Linked DNA regions of Zea mays: region 2 is linked to region 1. Evidence: chromatin contacts called from public Hi-C data. All regions are on one chromosome and are shown on one strand. The core of a region is the stretch at or near the end of the contact, and the rest is flanking DNA. Distances in the headings are between cores, read along the strand shown. Region 1 holds the start of LOC100192508. Region 2 holds the start of LOC100277781.

Evidence for each region. Hi-C and Micro-C count contacts between places; a contact is called where the count stands out from the background.
Region 2: a Hi-C map of ear shows a contact between it and region 1, with 5 times the contacts expected there. The contact joins the promoter of LOC100277781 here to the promoter of LOC100192508 in region 1. A contact is called at or near these places in 2 of 25 Hi-C or Micro-C datasets (ear and endosperm).

Annotation. Positions count from the first base shown.
Region 1 is chr4:92,632,531-92,638,586 of Zm-B73-REFERENCE-NAM-5.0, forward strand. It overlaps LOC100192508, which reads right to left and starts at 2,417. Exons shown (of 1, transcript NM_001137728.1): 1 at 25-2,417. The coding sequence starts at 2,176. The coding sequence ends at 1,742.
Region 2 is chr4:92,843,106-92,849,161 of Zm-B73-REFERENCE-NAM-5.0, forward strand. LOC100277781 reads left to right here and starts at 3,857. Exons shown (of 11, transcript NM_001349958.1): 1 at 3,857-4,491. The coding sequence starts at 4,076.

The sequences.
Region 1 (6,056 bases), core at 1,167-3,666:
ATTTTGTTTTTCTAAAGCAAGGCTAAGCATCATAAAAATCCTTTTCATAAAAGGGTATCAAGGAAGGGTAATCAATTTTCTATGGAAGGAAATGCATCAATTGTTTAGCACACAACTCATATCACCTAATGCATCAAACAAAGTGATAAAAGATTTTAAAACAGCAAGGAGGTGGCAAATGCACCGGGGCTTGCCTGGATAACACTAGGTTTGTGTTTGTTAGACGTCGATCACTTGGCGACTAGTTTTTTGTGTTGGCACTCGTTCAGATTATCCATCTTCAGGTTCGTCCATCAGCTTCACTATGCGGAGTAGTCCACTAGTTACGTCATCTTGGGGTCGACTCAGTTCTTGTCTTCCGCATCACGTGATCAACTACCGTACCTAATGAGATGCATGATGCACATGTATGAATGTACATAGGAATAGCATAAGACAAATAATCTACACCAAAGAGGATGAAAGACTTATAATAAAGCATTAAGCAAATACTAGCTAACGGTATAGGACTAATTATAATAATTACGCTATTCCAGTCTAGTCGGAGGTAGCTCATACATCAAGAAACCCTAAACCTTGTACGAGTCCTATATTTTCCTTAGATAGCGCATAACACCGAAAGACTAACAATATTCAAACTCCTATTATTGGACACCCTGAGTTATAGTACATGCAGGAATAATTTAACTAACCTTTTAAATCAGGTTTTTAGATTAATTTGAATTACATACTAATTAAATAGGACATTACACTATTCGCTCTAACGGATAAAACATTATCAAATAATATAGCGTTTGATAAAACTACATTCTCAACAACTTAAATATCGAGAGTACTTATGTACACTGGCCATTATGAAATTCTCGGATTTTACTTAAGATCTACTTCAAGCATCGACGAAATAAATCCAAAGCAATTTAATCAACATCTATCTGCCAGACCTTAGAAACACTAGTCCTATAATTTTTTATTATTAATTTGGTCACATAATTTAGATGTGTCTACCCTTACCTTTCATATGAATCACATCTAAAATCTTGATTTCAACACACATATGCTAAATCAAGAAAATCACCACATTCAACAATTTAGCTAGCAGGAATAATAGATCATCTTACCATGACCGATCTGACACGATAGTCGGAAGAACGACAATGGTTTTCGCTTGACGTCTTTGACCGCACACACCTGACGAGCGATGCACATAATCTCGTTTTTTACTAGATACTCAGGGGATGCATTTTGTCGAGCTGGTGGTGCGTGGCCAGCACAAGAGCATCTTCACGGTTTGATGACGACATAATGGAAACAGATTGGTTTAACGCGATGAGCAGAAGCACTCGTGACGTAAAGAAGTCCCCACGATAACGTCGTGGAAGCAGCTACAAGGTGTGGCAACGGGCTACACGGACTTGGCGTACACACGTTGCTGGGGAATAGCGCATGATGCGACGGGGAGGTGAGATGTCTAGGAGAGCTCACAGCGACAGTTGGCTAGAGAATAATGTCCCGGCGAGCATGACCAGGGAGGTGAGCAAGGGGCAGAGGGCACCGATGTCCCTCGACCAGAGACCGAGGCACATAGCACGATGGACGAACTTAGTCGCGGCGAGGTCGGCCGACGAGGCAAAACAAGGAACACGACGGTCAGTCGGTGAGCTGAAGATTGGGAGCGACAGCCGGTGAGGAGCTTAGCTCTAGAGAGCTGCGCGAGAGGAGCTAAAAATTAATTCGCCAGTGGTTAAGCGGCAAACGATGGCCGGGTCCGAGGGCCAGCGATGCGGCCAGGGGCGCGCGCACGGGAGATAGGAGCTCGGTAGCTTGCGGCTAGCAGGGAGGAGCTCGCAGGAAAGGGGCTTCGGCTGGGCGCGGCTGCCAGGACAAGCGCAGCAGGGAGCCGGGACGAGACCGCGGCCGAGCAAGCTCTGGCCGACATGGGCGCGATGGCCAGGGAGCTCGGCACAGTGCCGGAGCCGGAGGCCGAGCGGGGAGAGAGCGCCATGGGAGATAGCAGGGAGAGCGCGCGACGCAGAGGCGAGCAGGGCACGAACTGGGCAGAGTCAAGCCAGGGAGCTTCGGATGGGGTCTTGGCGAGAGAGCTCGGCCGGCTGGCAGAAGCTGGGAAGCCGCGACGCCGGAGGAGCAGGGGATATGGGCGCGCGCGCACAGAGCACATGGAGATGGGCGCCGAGCAGGAACGCGGCAGGGAGGAGCTGGGGGGAGAGCTCCGCGCGTGGAGAGCAGAGAGGACGACTGCGGCGCTGGAAGTTGGGCGCAAACCAAGCTCGGCGAGCAGGGAAGACGCACGGCTAGGGAGGGGAAGCAGGGGCGCGGCCAGGCGAGCCAGGGAGCTCGACGGTGGCCGGGCAGAGGGTCTTGCGGCAGCACGCGCAGGGAGCTCGGCAGGAAGATGGCAAAAAAATCCCAGTTGTGGCTGAAGGATAGAGACGAGAGAGCAGTGGCGGCTGAAGGATAGAGACGAGAGAGCAGTGGCGGCTGAAGAAAAATCAGAGGGATAGAGAGACGTGCGTGAGGGAGATAAAGATCAACGGCTGAAAAGATCAGATGGAGAGAGGCAGCTGCTGGAGATCTTTTTCATTTTTATAGTTTCCTTTTTTTTACAGAGAATCGCAGATATTTTGAATCACGATTTTTTAGCAATGTATACTGGGTCGACACGTTACACGAATACACATTTCATTTTCCGGATTTAGCGAACCAAATTATGTACCAATTGCTTATATCCGAAGATTTGGATCCGAGCGAGAAACGACAGCTCAAATAAAACCGATTTCGACTTCGATAATCTGCTCTGCGTGATTCGACCGAAATTAGCCGAAACCAGATCTGCTAATGTACACTCAATTTCATTGCCCAAAATAACGTGCCGAAGAAACAATCTGAATTATTAACCTTGCGCACAATTTCTTGGATAAAACACGCAGTCAAAATTATCAGATCAGGCGCTTTCCAGATTGCATTTACTTAACCGAGCAATTTTAAACAAGCGTAGAACTTGTCATCATGCGCGATGATTGCATTCCAGGCTAAATGAGATTTTTTGAATAATCTCGGAATAAATGAGATTTTTTGAATAATCTCGGAAATCAGGAATAGACATACTATCGAAATCATTATGCACCCCGGCCTTTCTTACTTACGTCCATAATTGCTGTTACGCACCTGGGGTGTTACAAAAGCAGCCTAGCTGGCCCAGCTCGGCCCAGCCAGGCCATGCGCCCGCGCCGCCTGACAGGTGGGTTCCACTTGTCAGCGGCGGTTGCCTTCCCCGCACGCTCTCTCTCCCTCTCTCTGCCCAGTGGGGCCGGGCTGTCGGCGCCAGTTGCCTTCGCCCGCGCGCCCCTCTCCCCCTCTGCCTCGCGGGTCCGCATCGTCAGTGCGCCAAACCGTTACCCCCGCGTGCCCGCTCTCTCTCTCGCTGCGCCGTGGGACCACCCTGTCAACTCCGCCTTCCCCGCACCCACCGTGGACTAGCACGGGCGCACTCGCGCACGCACACCGAGATCCCCGGCCACGTCGCCCGCCCACGCACCCTAGCTCCATTGTGAGCACCGCCCGCGCCCGCCCTCGCTCCCCCGTCCCATTTCGCACAGCCTTGCCCTCTCTCACGCTCTGTCCACGGCGTTGGACCTCGCCGAAGACCCGCACTCGCCGTGCCAGTCGTCCAGTCCGCCGGAAGCCGCGTCAAGCCACCCCGAGCTCCACCCCAAGGTGAGACACCCTCTCCCATGCTCGGTTTTCCCAATTGTGCTACGTTGTTGGTCAATTTTGGCTTCTCCGGAAGTCGGTCGTGGCGGTCTGCCGCACCCGCGCGGTGGCCGGCCAAATTGGCCCAATCCAGTGCCCCCCGCGCCGGCCCCTGGCGTTCCCCTCGCCCTACTGAAGATAGTCCAGGCCTTAGCGCGCCTCAGACCCCTCCCTGTGGCCGAAATCCCTCACCGGAGTTACCCCGACCCACCCGGAGTCCTCCCTCAGCCGTTCTCTCCTCTCTGACCCCGGTCTCGCGACCACAACCCTACCAGTGAGTTCACCGTGCCTTCCCCTTCGTTTTTGGCCAGCTCCGGCGACCCCAGAGCCACCATAGTTCGCACCCGCCCCAACTCCGACGACCTCACCGCCACGAGAAGGAGCGGCACCGCCGCAGCTGCTAACCCCTTTTCGGCTTTGATCTCCCTCGTCCGATCTCTATCGCACGGCCTAGATCACGGGATATCGCTTCGTGCCCCGTGTGCCGACCCGCCTGTCAGCACCTGTGCCTCCTGGCGCAGGGCCCAACTGGTTAGTCCACCCCCTTCTCGGTCGCTGACACCGCCGGCCCGCCTGTCAGCGCTCGCTCGCCCCCGCGCGCGCCCTCGCCCGCCGATCTAATCTCGGCTGTTGGTTTTAGATCTGACGGTTGAGTGGATCCCGTACCCCTTCACGTGGTTATTTTGCGTAAGAAACCCTCGGTTTGTTGGGAATCAACCCGCCGTCCCTGGTTTTCGCGCGCAGGACCCTGTAATCTTGTAGATTGAACCCTGGGCGTTTAAATAATTACAGAATTAGACCTATTTTCATATTTTAAATTCCCAAACTTGTTTATTTCATATCTTTTGCATATGAACTCCAAATTTAGTGATTCAAATTGCAAAATATTCATAGGAATATTCTCTATTTAAATAAATTAGTTCCATTTACTACCTGCACACTCTAAGTTTTATGGTTAACTATGAACTAGTATATGTGTAGATTTATTCATTTAATAAAATAAATAAAAGGGAAACCCTAGAGATTAAAGTATACTTAATCTTGTAGAATTAATAGTGTGTAGTACATGAATTTATCTTTGGTTTAATTTTTATGTCTCATTGAAAGTAATTAAATTAGATTATGTAATCATGGACATTACTTAGGGAATAATCTAAATGAGATTTAGTTCACCCTATAATTTGATTTCCCTCTTGGTTCTATGCTTTTCTTTTGAGATGTGTTCCCATGTTTGTACATGATTGATGTGTTGTTTATTTGTCATTTACCAAATGTATTGAATGCATGATCGCTTTATTTAGACAACGAGCAGTCCGTGGTTCCTGAGTGTGTTGCTGAAGATCTTCCTGAGCAACAACCTGGTGAAGGCAAGTGTCCTCTGACCCATTATGTCCTATTTTACTTTACTAGTCGGTTGCCCGTGCGTTGCGACGGCTTACAACAATACCCATGTAAACTATCCACCAAAAAAATTTCAAGATTTTTTATTGATTGTTTCCACTCTCCGTATAATATTTTTTTGATTTGGCTAACTGATGTTATTGTTTACTCCATCCAATATGTCTTGGTACAACACGACCAATGAAGTGAACGATTAGAAGAGAGTTCACAACGACTGATTGAACGAACAGAGATTATAAAATGACATAATTCCACCATACAGAGACCAAATAAGAAAATGTTTGTGAGCTCAAGTTTCTAAAATAAGTCACATGAAATCAAATTTATAAAAAAGATAGATCAAAATATGAAGTGATTGCTAAAGTCAACATCTATAAAAACTGGATGCGCTCTATAAATTATGCTACTTCGTAACAATTACTAACGTTTAAAACCAACAAATAACCTTTTATTTTACTGTTAGTGTGACAAATCACTGTTTCTCCATCCAATTCAGCAACCCAAACACCATGGAGTCCATTGCGCCAATGTAGTCTCAGAAACGACCTAATGCTTGCAAGAGCCAAGAACGTTGTGTCGTGCTTGGGCTGTAGCCTCGGCCCGTAGTGCTGGCCCGACCCGACACGATTATATATTTTTATTTTACAAAAAACGTATATACATATATACAATTTATATTCAATATTAAAAAACATTTGAGCATGATGTTTGTCAGGGACCATAATTAGGGGTACCCTCAAGACGCCTAATTCTCAGCAGGTAACCCCCATCAGCATAAAGCTGCAAAGGCCTGATGGGTACGATTAAGTCAGGGATCAGTCCACACGAGTGACTCGATCACGCTTCGCCCGAGCCTAGCCTCGGCCAAGGGCAGCCGACCTCGAGAG
Region 2 (6,056 bases), core at 2,607-5,106, 210 kb after region 1:
GAGTCAAGAACAAGGCAATACAAAACATTAGTGGTCAAAGTCCTTCGTCCTTCGAAGCATTATTTTCCTTAGGATATAATGATCTTCAGACGAAGGTTATGAAGGACATACCTTCATCATCGCAGTGCATAATAATGGAAGTCGAAGCATATGAAACATGAGAAGTATCATGAATAATCATACGATATCATTTATATATCTTTATTATAGTATTATCAATGAATATGAACAATATTGAATTACATTTATACCTTCAACTTGATAGAAGGCGAAAATTCAAGTGTGACGTGCGAATGGATACAAGTCAGCGTGAACAGTTCGGAGTTACTGTTCATCTATTTATAGGCACGGGACGCAACCCGGTCGAAATTACATTCATGCCCTCGATAAATAACTATAAACATGACATAAATGCATTTTCCTCTTTAAGTTGGTGCAGCCCTTCGTCTCAAGGCATGTCAATATGCCGAAGCTCCCTGGATTGTAGCTTCGGGCTGTACCTTCGTGGTCTGTCTGCTTATGTGCCAATTTGTCGAAGGTGTTTTTGCTTAGAGGACCTTCGGCGATGAAGCAGGCCCCCAACAATCATTTTGAGGGTAGTCTTTGAACTGAAGGTCTTCCTAGAAGAAGGTGATTGATATATAAGACCACTTGGACTTGATTAAGGGTCCCTGCACTCCAACATGTTGTACCCTTCTCTGTGATTCCTTCTTCTGCTTCTTATTGGCTGGTTCAGAACTTGAGCCTCCTGTGATTGGGAGCACCAGCTTCATAGACGAAGGTGCCATAACTTGGTCACCTTGTGAAGCCATTGTCGTGGTCGAGAAAGTGAGTTCACCGGAGGTGGGCGCCAATGTTAGTTACTTATTCTCAAAAGCTGTGAATCAAGAACAAGGCAACAAAATTGTTAAGGATTAAAGACCTTCTTTCTCCGAAGTATTATCTCCTTTTGGATATAATAGTCTTCAGACGAAGGTCATGAAGGACGTGCCTTAATGATTTATGAGGATAAATATCTATATAAAGACAATGAATATAATCTATTGGTTCTAACACATATGTATTTCATAATACGTGCATGAACATTAACTAAATTTATATTACATTAATACCTTTTGTTGGTCACTTGTTATCAAATGCTACAAATCAAGAACAAGACAACACAATTGTTAATGATTAAAGACCTTCGTCCTTCGAAGCATTATCACCTTTGGGATATAATGATCTTCAGAGGAAGGTCATGAAGGGCCTACCTTCATCGTTTCGGTGAACAAATATAAATAAATATACACAAAACACAAAAAATACAAATAATCACTATGAATTATTATATTATTTGTATTCTCATTTTATAAATATGAAAAAATACCAACGATATAAACTTTACATTAATACTTTCGGCTTGCTAGAAGGTGAAATGCGAGAGTGACACAAGAGTGATTACAATTCAGCGTGAACAATATGGTGTTACTGTTCATCTATTTATAGGCACAGGACGCAGCCCAAACAAAATTACATCCATGTCCCTGACATCTACTCTTAATCATAATGCAAACTATTGAGGGCTGAGTAGTCTTTTCCCCTTTAGGTCGGTTTCATCTTCCACGTTCGTCATTAAGTCGAAGCTCCTTCAGTCACAGCCTCAGCGTCTGTCTATTCAACCTTCGGGTTGCATCTCCATATTACGCATGCCTTCATCCCAAACCCGAAACTTCCTGTAACAATCTATGTTACACTGAAAACATATTAGTCACGTTTTTGAGGACCTTCGGAAGGAGAAGGCCCCCAACAACCTTCGGCTTATTTGAAGGTGTAGATGCGAGAGCAATTACAATTCAACGTGAACATTACGTGTGTACTGTTCACCTATTTATAGGCACGAGACGTAGCCCGGGTGAAAGTACATTTATAACCTTAACATTTGTTTATAATTGTAACGTAAATCGCTAGGAACTAGCTAGTCTTTTCCTCCTCGGCTTGGGCTAAGCCGAAGCTGTCGTCCTTCGGTGGCAGCTTTGGTAATCGCCGTTGTTGCTTCCAGACAAGATCTTCGTCTCGAGGACCTTCGTCAGAGAGAGTCATCAAAATCACTTTTCCGATGATGTCTTTATCTTGAGGACCTTCGGTGGAGAAGAAGACCACCAACAATCTTAGCATTCAGATCAACATTGATAGACTTAAGACACTGAGTCATGAGAATCGGATAATACTGGTAAAAAAATAGGGGTAGGGGATTCAAACCCTAGCCATGGAAACAAAGAGCGACTCTAACCCTGCAATTTATGTCTGTTTATGTTATATAAAGTATGAGCAACTAACTAATATATATATACACTATACGCTATATATACTTATTTTTTTTTATAAAAAAGTGGACCCGATGCGTCAACACTTTGTCATTAGTCGCTAATTCCTTTTGGAGAACTTTATTTTCTAGCAATTTCTTATGTCACCTTTACAGCCGATCATTGCCTAATCGGAAGGTGATAAAAAAACACTACTATCACACAACAGGGAAGAGGTGGTGTCAACGCTTGTTTTGTCACCAGTGGCTAATTGCTTTCAGAGAAGTTTCATTTCTAGCAATTTCCTGCGTCACCTTTACAGCCGATCATTGCATAAGTGGAAGGTGATCAAATTTTGTTTGGCACGCATTGGCATTGGGATGCCATGATGGTTTGTTAATTAATCCGATCCGATGGGATGAGAACCGAATGTTAGCAAGAATTGACTTCCAACAAAATACTAGGGGCATGTTTGGTTTCAATTAGTTCTAGGACTAAACTTTAGTCCTAGGACTAAACTTTAGTCCCTATATGTTTGGTTTTAGGGACTAAATAGATTCTAAAGTCATTAAATACATTGTCCAAAGACTCAAATACCCTTAGAATATACTCATAATATTAGTTATCTATAAAAAGGTAAGGGCAACATGATAATTATGAGCTTTTAGTCTCTTTTAGCACCTATGTGAAGGACTAAAGACTAAATCATTTTAGTCCATATTTTAGTCCTAGTGTTTGGCAAAAAAGGGACTAAAAGGGACTAAAAACTAGAGACTAATCTTTAGTCCCTCTAACCAAACACCCCCTAGATTCGTCTTAAGTTACGTGACACAAGAAAAGACACATGAAAAGTTCGTTCTACCAAAGTTTCCTCATAAAAAATGCCTTCACCAAGGTAGCACTCCACTAAATGAAAATTACAAAGTACTTCCTATAAATATTTAAATCACACGAAAGAAAAAAAACCTAGCTTGTATCTCTACGCAAATAAAGGAACAAATCATTTACCATTGAAACGCAATATTTGATGTATCAGTGCCAACGCTTTCTTTCCCAGCAGAACTCAGATCAAACAGGAAACAATTCGATCACGACACGAGCTCGCATGGAGTCTACTCGTTAGACCGTGGGATCCTCCGGAATAATGGCGGGTACTATCACAGTTTCCCGCATTTCTCTCCCGCGGAAAGCCCTCCGCACGCCGCACAGCCGATCAACGGGCAGGACCCAGTGGATGAGGCCATCGGACGGTCAGGCACGCGCGTCCGCACGGACGGAGAACCCGAACCCACGGTACCGTCCTCTGGGCTCTAGGAACCCATTCCTTTCTTGTCTGTGCCTGCCTCGTACCGCGCTGTTGCGTTGCCCCGCCGGTACAGCGTGAGCTATCCGTTACTTGTCCCAGCTTCCTGCCCGGTGCCCGCCTGTCCCGTCGTCAGGCACCTTTTGCACCTCGCCCCCTCCACAAGCTGTCTAATTATTCGGGGTGCGTACGCTGTGCGCAGACCGGAAACGGATACCACTGCCGCCGTCTCTTGGTGCCTTCGTTGCCGCCGCAGCCTAGCCTGCCTCTCCGTCATTTCCAAAGACCAGACCAGAGAGATCCGAACCTGAGAGGGAGGGGGGAAATTTGGAGCCCTCGGGGGGGTCTAAATTGCAGCGGATTTGCGCGGGTGAGGTGGGAATCGGGGCTCGGATCCGGCGAGTAGGAGCGGAGGGGCCGAGATCTATGCGCGGAGGGGGAGGAGGACCGGGCTGAGGAGGAGGAGGAGGGGAGTTGCAGGGGCCCAATGGAGGAGGAGGAGGCGGAATCGTCCTCTGCGGCGGTCCTGGTGCTAGCGCTGGTGGCGCTCGTCCTGGTGCCGGCGATAGTGCTGTTGGTGCGGAGCCACTGGCGCCGGGCCGCGGCGCGGAGGGAGGAGGTGCGTCGCCTCGCGCGGCTGGCGGCCGAGGAGTCCGAGCTGGCGGAGCGGGAGTCCGTGCTGGCCTACTACTCCGAGCTGTTCCCGGGCGTCGTGCACGCTGCGGAGGTGCCCGAGGCGCCCGAGTGGGGCCTGCCGCCGGTGGTCGTGGCGGCGGCTCAAGGCCCGGTGCAGGAGGAGTTCGACGCGCAGCCGCAGCCGCCGGTCGGGGCAAAGGGGGTCTGTGCGGTGTGCTTCAAACAGACCACGTTCAGGTGCAAGCAGTGCAAGGCCGTCAAGTACTGGTGAGTGGGTTGAATCCGTGGCTTCGCTGCCCCTTATTTCATCTCCAGACTCCAGTTTGTCATCCAGTATTCCAGTGACTGGGGAACTGTGGGAAGGTACTCCGTGATTTGTACAATTTGGAGTGGAGTGGTCCTGTATTTGGTTTGGTAATTCCACCAAATTTACACTCTCCACCAAACCTTTGGGAATGCTATCCTGATTTAGGGCACCGCTAGCCCTCTGTTCGAACCAAAATTGAGCGCGGACGGTCCGGCCCTGAGGCCGGACGGTCCGCGGTCCGGACGGTCCGCGCCTGTGGGCCGGACGGTCCGCGCGTGCGCAGAACAGATTAGGGTTCCGAGTTTTGTGCTACGGTTGTTAGCTAAAATCATGGGATAAGCTCGGAAATTAGTTTGTAAAGGGTCCAGCCCCCCTCCTCTATAAATAGAGAGGTATACGGCCGATTTGTAATAATCAACAATCGAATCAATACAACTTCTATTTCGCATTTTATCCTAGGAGTAGTTTTAGTCTAGTTTAGGTTTAGCTATCCAATCCCCAAATTCTTCGTCTCTCTTCGGCTCTACGTCGATTAGAGGAGTCTAGGTCGGCCGGCCCGAGCCTAGACACCACCTAGGATCTCTCCTCCCCGACGGGGTCCCTCCCGGGAGCGAGATCCAGGCGCCGCCGGCGACTTCCGCCGCCTCTGCGTACGCGCGGACCGTCCGGCCCCAGGGCGCGGACCGTCCGGCCGTCAGGCAGAGAAGCCCTAGCCGCGCACCAGGCCGCGGACCGTCCGGCCTTAGGCCGCGGACAGTCCGCCCCTGCGCAGAGAGTACCACCGCGCCTCGCACCAGGCCGCGGACCGTCCGGCCCCCGCGCGCGGACCGTCCGCCCCTGTGCAGAGGGCACCGCCGCGGTTCTTGTTGAGTGTTTGGCGCTCCGAAAAGGCGTCAACATACTTTTTGGCGACTCCGCTGGGGACAACACATATAGACCTATCAAATCGGCCCTCAATGGCCGGTTCAAAAGATAGCTCTGAGGTTTCCACCAGCAATATCATCACACCGACATGGGAAGCTTTGCCGGCTGAAGAACAACTTCTGTTCGAGGAGCGCCAGGAGCAGCTGATCCAAGAAGCAAAGGCGAAGTTCCTGGCTGACTTCAAAGTGGACAGGAACAACAAAGTCGTTCGGCAACGGGCGACAGATCTGGCTTCGCTCCGACCTACTACGATTACCCCAAATGTAAGTAGCACCAACGAACTCCAATCTCTTAAAGCTTACATAGACGAACAGCGAGAACAGATGCAAAATATCATAGGGGTTATGCAAAACGATTGTAGGAGACTAGTACGTGCATTTGATAAATCTAGTATAGCAAATTTTCCTTCACACGAGGTTGAATTAGGAGATAATACACGTAATACATCGGCTAAAGGTTGTCACGACCAGTCACAACCCCCTTATGGGATGCCGATGGACACGTACCCTGAGCAAACGCAAATCGGCAGTAAACCAGCCGATCTACACATGTCCGGACCGTCCGCTCGCGAGCGCGGACCGTCCGGGTCAGCCACAGTCGG